Regions from separate parts of the Mus musculus genome. Here region 2 is linked to region 1. The links are chromatin contacts, called in public Hi-C maps. All regions are on one chromosome and are shown on one strand. Each heading gives the region's core, a stretch centred on a gene start, on an enhancer-like site or on the middle of the called end of the contact. The rest is flanking DNA. Distances are from core to core; before and after follow the strand shown.

Region 1 (5,984 bases), core at 1,478-3,977:
AATACCCTTTGACTGATTAACCTGCTCAGCTTGATTCTCATCTTCCACTATGTAACATACTGCACTTCACATCCACTCATGTCTTGTGATCTCAAGCCCTTGCTTTAGCTAACACTGTCTATACTTCTGGCAACTGTGTAGTTGCTCAGCACTCTTCATTGGGTCCTAAAGGACAATGCACATCCCACACCTAAGCTCAATGAGCACAACTCTTTGCAGCTTACACCATTTTAGAGAATGTTGCCTTTTGCCCTATCAATAATTACAGTGACTGAACCTATGTAACAGAAGTAATGTAAGCCTTGGAGACAGTCTATATTGGTTAGGATGAACAGTGGTACCATCTTTTCCATAGGACTTGGGAAATATTGCAATACCACCAGAGTTCTCACTATGTTGCTCATATTAAATTACACTCATATCTCCTTGACAACTCTGCCAACAGTAATATTCAAGACAATGCCATGGTCTTGAGGTCCTTATTCTATTTCCCTGCTACTATGCACCCCACCATAATACAAGCTCATGACAGTCATGAGTTTTCCATACCATCAAAATGCCTCTTTTTTTCTGCGAGGAATTTCCCATCTCTTTAGAACAGGCTAGACAAATGGTTAAGCAATGCACCTAGTGCTGGGCTGTGCACAGCCCCTCAAGACAGATAATGTTCCTGCTTTACCTCTTCTGCATTTCAAAACTTCTGTACCCTGCACAAAATAGTTCATGACACAGGCATTCCATACAACCCAAAGGGACAAACTACTGAAGATCTATTCCTTGGATGTTCCAAACAATAATTTAAGGGGAATAAAAGGGGAAGAATTATCTACCCTTACCAATTGTTTAAACAAAGTCTTGTGTACACTATTTTAAAAAAAATCTTAGAGGATGATCTCACTGCTGCAAACAACACTGGTTGTTAAAGGTCAAGAGAGAAACCTATGAAGGAAAAGTGGCTAGGCCCATCCCCCATGATAATGTTGAAATTAGGATATGCTTGTATTTTCCTGAAGTTTGGAACAGCCACTTAGGGTATCTTCAAGGCCTATATCCATGGATCCAGTAAAGGAACTGAGAGTGGGACCTACAGGGGAGCCTAAAGGGTGGCCCTAGTCGAGGAGCAAGGCTCCTGCTAGCACTACAAGAAAGATGCTGTCCCCAAAATAAGGTGGAGCAGGGAGAATAAAGTGTGAGTTTGGGAAATATCTAGTAGCCATATCTCTGATGTGTCTGGTAATTATTTCTGCTTTACTTACTTCTCTACTGCAGTGACAAAACACCATGCTGAGGACAAATAAATGAAGGGTTGATGGGGGAAGCTTACAGCTTCAGCAGAGAGACCCATGAGCATCATGGTAGAGTGTGGTGACAGGCAGACAGACAGGTATGGTGATGAAGCCATAGCTGAGGGCTCACAGACTTATCTGCAAGTAGGAGGCAGGTGTCCGGACAAAGGACACTAATGGGGAACGGCATGGGCTTTTGGAACTTCAAGTCCCACTCCCAATTAACACACCTAGTCCAACAAAGCCACTGCTCCTAATCCTTCCTAAGGAATTCTACCAACTGAGGATCAGGTACTCCAATGCATTGACCCTGTGAAGGCCAATCTTTCTTTTCCAATCAACACAACTGCCCACAGGAAGGAACATAGCACAAACTTTGAGAAGCAGTCATGGAAGTATAATTGGCTAGTAGGTTGACTATAATACAACATTTATCATGCACTCAAGAGGCTCTGGGTTCAATTCCCAGTTCAAGCATTACACTGTCAACATATATATGCAACCTCAGTATGAGAAAGGACCTGGAAGGTACAGAATGCAATGGCCAGTCTTAAAACACTCCTGAAGTTGTTGCTGACAGACAAGTACCATTCCCTGGTTTGGGGATTAGAAGACCACTAAAGACCAAGTTATTCCAAGAGTCACATAATTTCTGTAGACTTTGGAGAATGAAATCGTAGGAAACTAAATTGATAAAAGCAAGAATATTGTGTTGTAGGTATCAACTCTAGTCCCAAGAGTTTTTCACGCATCTTCTGTAACCCTACAGTGGAGGAGGGATTATGGAATCTCCAAACATACCTTTATATGGATTACTTAATAGGGTAGGCAGACTCTATAGTGGCATTTTATAAAATGTGAAGTGGGGCTTTTTTCAGAGATGAGAGACCTGCTTAAGGCCACATATCTAAGTGACTTGTGAATCTAAGTAAATTTCACTGGAGAAACTGTGCAGCTAAGTCATTTAAGAAAAGGCAGGTTGGAAGAAAAAGTCCTGAAAGATCACAGTTTTGTTTTAATATTTTAAATTACTTTAAAACTTCAATATAAAAAAGACCAATCAAATCGTATGTAGAGGCTGATCCTAATTTAATGTGTGATCAGACGTTAACATTTTCATGACACTATAGAAAACTCAATGTCACTGAACTATGTATTTGAACTATGAACTTTGTCTGAAGGAAAGTTGGGGAGCTGGATGAGAAATAGTAAAAAAAAAAAAAAAAAAAAAAAAAAAATCACAGACCTCGTTATCATAATGGCAGCATTTAGTTCCACACACTTCCATTTTGGGGAAGGATTAGTGATCTTTCCCAGCACCTGAAGTCCGGAAGTCCAGTCCCCACCCCTACCCGACCTGCACTTTAACCTGCCTCCTGGACCTGGCGATGGCCTGTAAACTACATCTCCCATAAAGGTATGCGAGGGCAGTGGCCCTCTGCCGGAAGTCCGGAAGGCTGACTCCAACGCCGGGAAAACTGACAACTAAGTTTGCCGAGGAGTCTTCCGTCGCAATCCTGGTTTCTTTCCTTCATAATCCCTTGGGTTAGTAGCGCTAGTTGGCCCGGGTATGTTCGAGGACGAGTCGTCCAGGGCGTCCCTCCCGGCTTGCCGTGCCCCCAGGCGCGGGACTCAGACCTGCGGCTGCCTGCAGGCAGGTGGCTGCTAAAATTGCCAGCCAAGTTTTGGATGGGGTAAAACAAACTACGTCGGAGGTGTCCCTCCTTGAAAGGAGAAATCTTACAATAGGAGAAAAATAACTCTTCAAGGCATGTGGCCATTGGGAGAGACCGTGCTTGCGTGGGATGCACGTAATGGGTTAAATCGGTCTGGGCAGCCCCAGCGAGGGGAATATTTTAAACAATGGTGGGTGGGCTAATTGGCAGGTCCACTATGAGGGCTTATTGTAGCCTGCTGAAGCCATGCTGGGCAGCCCTTGGGCATGAAGTCAGTAATTAGTAAAAATGGATGTTGGTTTGGTTAAAATATAGTTCCTTTAAAATCCAAGTCTCTTCTTACCGACCTCTCCGAATAGCCTTGGAAAATAGGGGCGACGGTTTATACTACCTTCTCATTCTCACCTTCCACAGAACCTGCCAATAAATGATTAACAGGTAGTATTGATATTGGGAAAGCTAAAGAGAAAGGGGCTTATCCTTTCACTTCGTAGTCCAGAGAATGTTTTATGCACAACTATTGCCTTGGGGGTGCTGTATGACGCAGCATGTTTGGATGTGCAATGCTGAAGGGTGATCAGTGAGAGCAGTCAGGGACTAACCATGACCTCTGAAACCGTGACCTCTGAACAGGGAACAGTGAGGTGTTAAAAGTGAACCTCGCTGGAGAAACTCTAACCAAAGAAAAGGAGTTAGGAAGAGACTTTTAAATAAAGCCCTGGAATATCGCAACGGGGACTACAATATTTTAAAGAATTTTAAGATTTCAATATGATAAAAGTGGGAAATAAGTAAAACACACTAAATGAAAGTAAATTGAGATATGTAGAGGTTACTCCTCATTTCATTGTTGAACCGATTTTTTCCAGCGGGTTTCTTGGATTGCCTTAAGCAGTTTTAAATTATTGTTAAACAGAAGACACAAACAGGAAAGCGCATGCCAAATCAGAAAGTTAATCTTGGATCCATTGTTTTCCTGAACTTTATGCAGACTAGGCTGTGGATTTGACTAGCCACATTGCTGTTTCAAAATCCAGGAGACAAGGCTCTGGGTTGAACCTGCAGTACTAAGAGACAAGAATATTTTGAAGTTAACGCTTGAAACAGAAAATATTTTTTTATCTGTTTTTTGTTTGGTTTTTAGCAGAATTATGGACTACATAGCATTCATTAAGAAACGTGGCTTTGCTTTGTTAACAACCAAACAGCATGACAGGGCAGACAACAACATTAGTAATTCTTAAAAGCGCCTCAAGGACAATAGAGAGGCCAACAGAACCTTCATCCAACACTCGATACAGAAGTGCCTTGTCATCTAATTCGTGACAACGATGGCCGGGCCGCCAGACACAGATAATGTCAAGAAAGGTGCTGAGTCAGGAATTATCCGTGAATTAAAATAAATCCTGACCTAGTCTACCTCACACAATGAACAAAACTCAGTACCATATGGATCACAAAATTAATTATGTTAAGGTTAACCAGTAATTTTTTTTTTACGTGAAGCTTTAAAAGCTCTTCAATAACTGTGCAACCATAATTTCTTTGAGGCATGACATCTATAGCATAGTATAGAATCAGAGTACTACTTACCATCTCCATAAGCATTGGCCTCTAATTCTCTCTGCTTTAACCCCCTCCACTCTGTGCCCCGGCTCGGTCCCCCTTCTCTACTGCAGTAGCAGTTGACTATGAATTATCTTTTGACAGGTGTACTGGTTTGGAAACATGCTGCCTTTCCAAGATCAGCATCTAAATAATGTTCATCCATTCGTGCGAAGAGCAATTGTCAATAAGGTCTTTCTCACTTCTATCTCATTTTTTTTTTAAAGGAAGAAATGTCTTCTGTTAAAAGAAATCCCAAAAAGGAGATGATTTCTGAACTCCACAGTTCAGCCGCAGAGGGAAATGTCGCAAAGTTAGCAGGAATACTCAGCCATTCTCCATCTCTTCTCAATGAGACTTCTGAAAATGGATGGACTGCTTTAATGTACGCCGCCAGGAACGGGCATCCCGATGTGGTCCAGTTTCTGCTTGAGAAAGGGTAAACATCTTGGACCTGTACTACCTAAGATACATCTGGGATCTTGTCTTTTCACAGTTTCCTGTAGACATATTTATATCAGTGGGCTAGGAAATAGCTCACTGTCCAGTTTATTATATGAAAGGGGGCCTGATTTGTCACTAAAGCAATTTTTTTGTTTTTTGTCAGTGTTAGGGATTAAGTAAGCCCAAGGCCTTGTGCCTATCAGGCAAGTTCTCTAACTCTAAGCTACATTTAAGAGACAACTTTCTTATTTGAGATGTTAACCCTTGGTACTTTGTTGAAAACAATGCCCAGGGAGAGTTTAATTCCCCTCTTTTAAATAAACAATATGCATCTCATTATACCATAATATAGAATGTTTGCATTTCTTTGTGACACAGAGAGATACTTTTTCATCTTATTTAAAAGTGTACTATCATTAATCTTCTATTTCTTACCATTGTTACAGGATTCTTTTAACTTTCAGTAGTGAACTATGAACCAAGTGACAAAAAAGGGAAAAAAATAAATAATGGGGCTATGTGTATATTATAGTAAAATAAATACAAGAGAAACCTTTTACTTAATTTATATTTTTTTCTCCCCATTTTTCTAGATGTGACAGATCACTTGTCAATAAAGCGAGGCAAACCGCCCTGGATATTGCTGCATTTTGGGGTTATAGGCATATAGCTAACTTGTTAGCAAATGCAAAAGGTGGGAAGAAGCCCTGGTTCCTAACCAATGAAGTAGACGAGTGTGAGAATTATTTTAGCAGAACACTACTGGACCGGAGGAGTGACAAAAGAAATAATTCTGACTGGCTGCAAGCTAAAGAGAGCCACCCCACCACAGTTTATCTCCTTTTCTCAGACTTGAACCCCCTGGTTACCCTAGGTGGTAATAAAGAAAGCTCGCAGCAGCCGGAAGTCCGGCTTTGCCAGCTGAACTACCCGGATGTAAAGGGTTACTTGGCTCAGCCTGAGAAGATCACCT
Region 2 (5,984 bases), core at 1,985-4,484, 3.9 Mb before region 1:
AACGGTTGTAATTTACGTCTGGTCACTCAACATGGACGTTCCTTCAGGATAATTAGGGAAAATCTCCATCACGTCCAGTAACGCCCAGCCTGTGGGAACTGCTTCTTTCCTCTCATGTCTTCACTCATCCTGACCTTAGATTTTCCATCAGGCTCAGCGTGGGCTGAGGCTGCCGTCAATGCCCCTGCTGGGTGCGGACTGCAGGCCGACCACTGGAGGGCGTCTGGACGCTTCCAAATTTCTCCGAAGCGCCTGGAAACCCCAGGCCGAGCTTTGGAAAACGCAGGATGGAGAATTTGATATTTAATTTTATTCGTCTAATATGTAAAAGGGAAAAGACGCAGTGTTGAGAGGATGGAAAGAAAGGTAAACGGCTTTCTTTTTTGGGTTCGGCCTTCTTACCAGGCTGTATACACTAGAGAACAAAATAAAAAGTCTGGGATGCAGGTCTCAGCAGCATCGGGTATGGGGCTCGATGCCAGGGCGCAGGACCACAGGGGACCCGTCCCGAGGCGCCAGGACTCCTCGCTCCCAGGAGATCCGGCTTAGCTGGCCTCAAAGGATCTGGGCCCTGCAACCTCCTGACCAGCCCAGGAATGCACGGCCTTTTTTCAGCAATAAAGGCGTTTTCCCTCCCTCTCACTATTTCCCTCCCTTTTCTTCTCAAACCGAGTTTAGTTCAAGATATTTATGTGGGGTGTGCGTGTGCGTAGCGAACCAGCCCCAGGATCCGCGTGGAAAAGGTGTAAAGTACTGACGGGCTCGCGCGCTGCGTTTTTCTCCTTCCAGCTGAAGGTTCACCCTGAATTGTAATCACTTTAAACTGAGATTTTTTTTTTCTCCGACTTTTCAAAACCTGCTTTCAGAGAATCACTTTAAAGAAAAGTCCCATTTCCTGCCCCCAAGCCTTTAAATCTCGGGTAGAAAGAGAGGGTTGAAAGGCACAAGAGAGATGCTCAGATTTCCAGATGACCCTGCGCGGCGTGTGCGGCGTGAAGAACCGAGCGGAGGTTTACACGAACTCCGATTTACTTAGGGCTGCCCTAGCCAGTCAGCGCAGACTTCACGTCACCTGAGCGGTCCCCGAAGCAATTTTCGGCTCCCCTTTTGGAGTGGGAGCCAGTTTCTTTTCAATCGAAAGACCCTACTCCCAAGTAAAAAAAAAAAAAAAAAAAAAAAAAAAGATGCCAAATCACTCTGAGTCCAGACGCACTTCAGCAACCAAAGGGTTACTCGTGCTGCCGGGCTGGGCCGCGGAGAGGGTGCCTCGGCACTCTCAGTAATTCAATTAGTCAGGTTTCAGGAAGGTGGGGCGGGGGTGGGGGTGGAGGCGTGGGGAGGGAGGAGATGAGGAAAACGCCTCTTTCTCCCGGAGCAAACCAATCCGGTTAGAGAAAAGAGAGGGGAAAAAAAAAAAAACCGATCTGTAAGCAAACAGCAGGCCTCTCCCTGACTGGTTACTCCAATCACCCCCCACCCTCCAAGTAAACTGCATGGAGGGAGGGGGAGTGGGGAGGGGAGCAGCCCACATGACCTGGGCCGCGGAGGCAGCAGCGCCGGCGGCGCCTCCCCCTGCTCGGTCCGGAGCTCACCCCCCACGCTCGCGCCGCCTGCCAACCCAGCGCCCCGCGCAACACGCCCGGGCGGAGCCCCCCTCCCGCTGGCCCACGTCCACGTCCACGCGCGCGGGCTCGCGTGGTGCCGAGGCTGCTGCCGCCTGGGCCGCCGCGGCAGTCGGCTTTACACGCAGGTCATTAACGAGGGGGCGTGCCCGAGGAGATTTTTTTTCCCATAAAGCATTTTTTCTCTCCTTTTCTTTTTTTTTTTTTTTCCCTCCTCTTTTGCAAAACTGACTTTTCCCCTCCTTTCTACTTCTCGCCAGTCTTCCCAACCTCTCCAGGCTGCTCGCGCCGCTGCACTCAAGTTTATTTTCCCGCCTGGGCAGAGGTTTTAGGATTCGGTCGGTGGCTTTCACCTCTCGTTACTGCTGTGCCTAAGGAGGGAAGGAGGAGGCAGCTCCGGATCGGGAAGGTTTTCTGATGTAGTCATCGGGGAGGTGCCAGCAGCTCGCGTGTGCTCCCTCTCCCTTTTTCCCTCCCGGTTTCAAACTGATTGATGAATCTCTACAAGTTGCTGGGGTTGGGGCCGGAGAGGTCCGAGTCCCAGGGACACTTCTGAGAGCTCCCCCCCGGGGCTCTGGGCACGCCGTGCGGGGGTTCAGCCTCTCTCCCGGAAGGCGAACGGAGACTGTCATCAGCCCATCCCGGACTTGGAGGGCTCCATCCGAAAGTGATTGTTTCCCCTCTCGCTTCTCAGCCCGGCAGTTGGCTTGGCGTCGCCCTGCAGGTTTGGGCATCCCGGCCCCGCCTGGCTGGCTGGTTCACAACCTCTGCTCTTCATTCACTCCGCGGCACCCACACCCGGCCAAGACAAGCTAGCAGGAGAAATCCCCGACTCAGCCAGCGCCCGGGGGTGCCATCTCGCTCTGCCTCTGCGGTCGGACTCCTTTGGGGACCTGCTGGAAGACGTGAAGAGCCAAACTTTTCTTGGAGCCTTTTCCGAAGCAAGACCCGCTCCTCCTCTCCTCGCCTGAGCGCTCGGCTGCGGCTTTGGGCAGTTCCAGGACTCCGGCAGAGCCGGGCTTGCGGATCCAGATCGCCACTCTTCTCTGCGCACCTCCGGGTACCGCAGTCCACAGGACTCCTGCGAGCCTTGCGGGGGGTCGCCTGGCCAAGGCACAGAAGGGAGGCTCCGGACTGCTTCCAGCCTCCTGGGGACACCAGTGTGAGGACGCCCCCCCCCCCGCCCCCCTCCACACAGCGCCCTCCTCCTGCAGTTTCTCTCCGGCCGCCAAAGTAACTTGGAACAAAGCGGGGCGCACGGTGAGGGCCCAGCGCGGCGGAGGAAGCCCGTGCAGACCGCGGCGCCGACACTGAGCCGGGCCCGGCGGGCCGGTGTATGTCTCCCCGCAGCCGCGGCGCTCAACTCCCCGTGACTGTGCAGCGCGCGCCGCCGCCTGCCCCGACCCGCGCTGCCGCCGCCCGGCCCCGCACGCACCTCCCTCTCCCGGGGTGACCGGCTTGCAGCCGCCGCCCGAGACACAGCTCCGCACCCCTACCCCCGCCCTCGCCGCCGCCACCGCACACACGCACGCGTCTCTCCGTCTTGTGATTCTTCTCCCCTCCCGAGCCCTTCAGTGGGGGTGCGAGTTTGTCCCCCCGCCCCAGCCACTGCCTCCTTCTTCTCTCTCTCCTCTTCCTCTTCCTCCCGCGCTCGCCGCGCGCCTCTCGCCCCTTCATCGTATTTATTCCTATTTATTTGGCGTCCGCTCTCTTCGTCTGCCCCTCTCCCTCCCTCCCCCTGGATCCCCGATCTCTCCCCGGAGTGGCGCGTCGGGGGCTCCGCCGCTGGCTAGGCGTGATGTTGCACGTGGAGATGTTGACGCTGCTCTTTCTGGTGCTCTGGATGTGTGTGTTCAGCCAGGACCCGGGCTCCAAAGTCGTCGCCGACCGCTACGCCGTCTACTGGAACAGCAGCAACCCCAGGTAAGGTGGCCGGGGCGGGGGCGCCAAAAGCTCGGGCTCCGCGGGCCTGGGCCGGGAGCAGGGGACACGGCGGCCGGGAGCGGCGCGCACCAGCCGCAGGCAGCGCGCGCCCTCGGAGCCTGCGTCGCCAGACGCCGCTGGCCGCCCGGCGCCGGCGGGAAGCGCTCGCTCCGCGCCGCTCTTTGTTAAGCCAGGGCGGCAGGGCCGGCGGCTGCTAGCAATCCCCAGGGCTGCGCGGAGCCGCTGCCTCCGACCGGGTGCGGGGAAGACACGGGAATGGGCGGGAGCCCCGGACCCGGGCCATCGCTTCCCAGTCGGGGAGATTGGCCCGCACCTCCGGATCCCGGCTTAGAGCTTGGGTGCTGGTAGCCTCGGGTGCGTACTGCCAAGAGGTCCTCCCTGGAGCCTGGGGGGCGCGGGGCTGAGGCCGGGATCCTGATAGATAGCATCAAAGTTTTCTTTTTTTTTTAATTTTAAAATTTTTACTTAAACATAATGCCTTCTTTTACCTCCTTGCGCGCATAGAGAGAGCGCGTACCGGTTAGAGGGAAGCAAAGGGGGGTTGGAGGGATGGGTGAGTGGAAAGCGGAAGCTTTAGGGTTTAATGTTCTTTTTAACTGCGAGATAACTGTTAGGTGACCCCCCCCCCCCCCACACACACACCGCCAAGTCGGTCTAGGCCCATCGCGCTTGGCCCTGGAAAGGATTCTCCCAGCTCGGGCACCCTCCTTTCCCCCCCAGTGGGCTTAAGGTGCCAGAAAGTTTGATCGAATGCCGGGTTACGTCACGAGTGCAGAGCGAGCCGCTGGAGTTGGCAAGCCGGAAGGTGGGAGCCTTCGCCCCGGGGCCTGGCGCTGTGCAGCTGGAGGGACGCGCGTGGTTACCTGCGACAGCGTCTAGGCGACCCCAAAGCCTGCGGGCTTGGCGGGAGGCTGGAAGCGGGCGCCGGGGACTTCCTTAGCGCACGCTCTGGGCCCTAGCTTGCCGCAGCCACCCTGCGATCCTGGACCCCGGAGAGGGGAGGAGGGTCGTCCACAGCACCAGGCAGACCCTTTCTGGTCCGGGCTGCTCCCAAACCTTACTTTCTCCCGGATCTGGACCCAGCAGTCGGTCCCGCTGGGCCCACATCGCTCTGCTTTCAGCTGTGGGCTGGTAGTATTGGTGTGTTGTTCTGGGAGGGAGGCAGTGTCGCTTGTACCTAGGATCACAGGTTTTTCTCTGGGCTGAAGTGGAAGTTGTGAGGAAAGAGGCGGGAGACCGAGGACTGAGCCTGTGGTTGTGGCGCATCTAAAGCTCTAGGCGAGGGGGCCGGCGGACGCCTACAATTCAGTTTCCCACCAGCCCTTTCTAGCGCCTCCAGCTTTCCCTCTGTTATGAATTCAGAGGTTTTCCCGGTTGTCAAGGGTCAGCTGGGATGAAGAGCTGATTTCTCCAGGAACGCTCATGATTGCCCATCCTAGGGAGAAATCGCCCCACCCTGTTACTCCGGCCGGCCCAGTCACACCCAGGTAGCCTAAAGTGCTTGCCTAGCTCATCCTTGAAAGTTTGCGTTTTTTAATAAAAAGGGTGTCGTGGGGGTGGGAATTAGAATGGGAAGCTATTTCCTCTTTGACACGCCACTAGCCACTATTAGGAAAAGAGAAAGAGATGACGCTCTGCCAGAGAATATGCCTTTTATTAAAGCTGACAAGACAAATAGAACAAGCTTTCCATTTGCAATGGTGTTAAAAGCAAGTCTAATTACGTTGCTTGGGGTAGGCACCTTTGGACTTTACTGGGGCAGCATGCATGGAACATCAGTTTGTATTTTTAAACTTAAATGATTTATCCAATAAGGTAGAGCCAGTTATTTGAATTTGGGACATTTTGCTCTTGTTGGTCACTCAAAAATAATTAAGTGGAATCTTTCTGTCCTGGTATTCATTCATTAGAACGGTGGCTGTCTCAGTTTGTCTTAGATTTAAGCAGAAGGAAGTATCAGCTAGACCCCTCTTCACCTGTCAAGCTAGGCTCAGGAAGTTCCCGGACATTTTATTTCAGTTTTATGCTTTTGCTACCGTTGTTTGGTTTGAGATTAGCAAATTGATTTTTGTCATAGGTCATGTTTTTTAATAGATCTGCCCTTCCTAAAGAAAACTCTTTCTCTCAGGATGCCATTGTAGCTTTGAACCTGCTCAGTTATAATCTGTAGACTTTAAAAAAAGACCAAGAATAGTCTTAAAGCAGCATGTTAATTTGAAGTCTGTGAAAATAACTTACTATTTGGCCATGAGCAGTTTGATGGCATCCCAAAGAAAGAATCGGGGACCTTTCTAAGATACAATATTTAATATTCTTACCGATTTATGTAGGCCTTTTATCGTGGTATGCTGTTGCATTAAAACTTACTTTAAAAAGTAGGTAGTGATAAGTAGTTTTAATGCAGATTCATTAACTGAA

The links. Hi-C and Micro-C count contacts between places; a contact is called where the count stands out from the background.
Region 2: a Hi-C map of embryonic cerebral cortex shows a contact between it and region 1, with 5 times the contacts expected there. The contact joins the promoter of Efna5 here to the promoter of Nudt12 in region 1. A contact is called at or near these places in 1 of 39 promoter capture datasets (cranial neural crest) and 1 of 484 Hi-C or Micro-C datasets (embryonic cerebral cortex).

Annotation. Positions count from the first base shown.
Region 1 is chr17:59,010,065-59,016,048 of GRCm38.p6, reverse strand. It overlaps Nudt12 (nudix (nucleoside diphosphate linked moiety X)-type motif 12), which reads left to right and starts at 2,727. Exons shown (of 7, transcript NM_026497.3): 1 at 2,727-2,831; 2 at 4,795-5,006; 3 at 5,605-5,984. The coding sequence starts at 4,801. All of the region lies in intron 1 of Nudt12os (nudix (nucleoside diphosphate linked moiety X)-type motif 12, opposite strand), which reads right to left.
Region 2 is chr17:62,878,567-62,884,550 of GRCm38.p6, reverse strand. It overlaps Efna5 (ephrin A5), which reads left to right and starts at 3,234. Exons shown (of 5, transcript NM_207654.2): 1 at 3,234-3,545. The coding sequence starts at 3,421.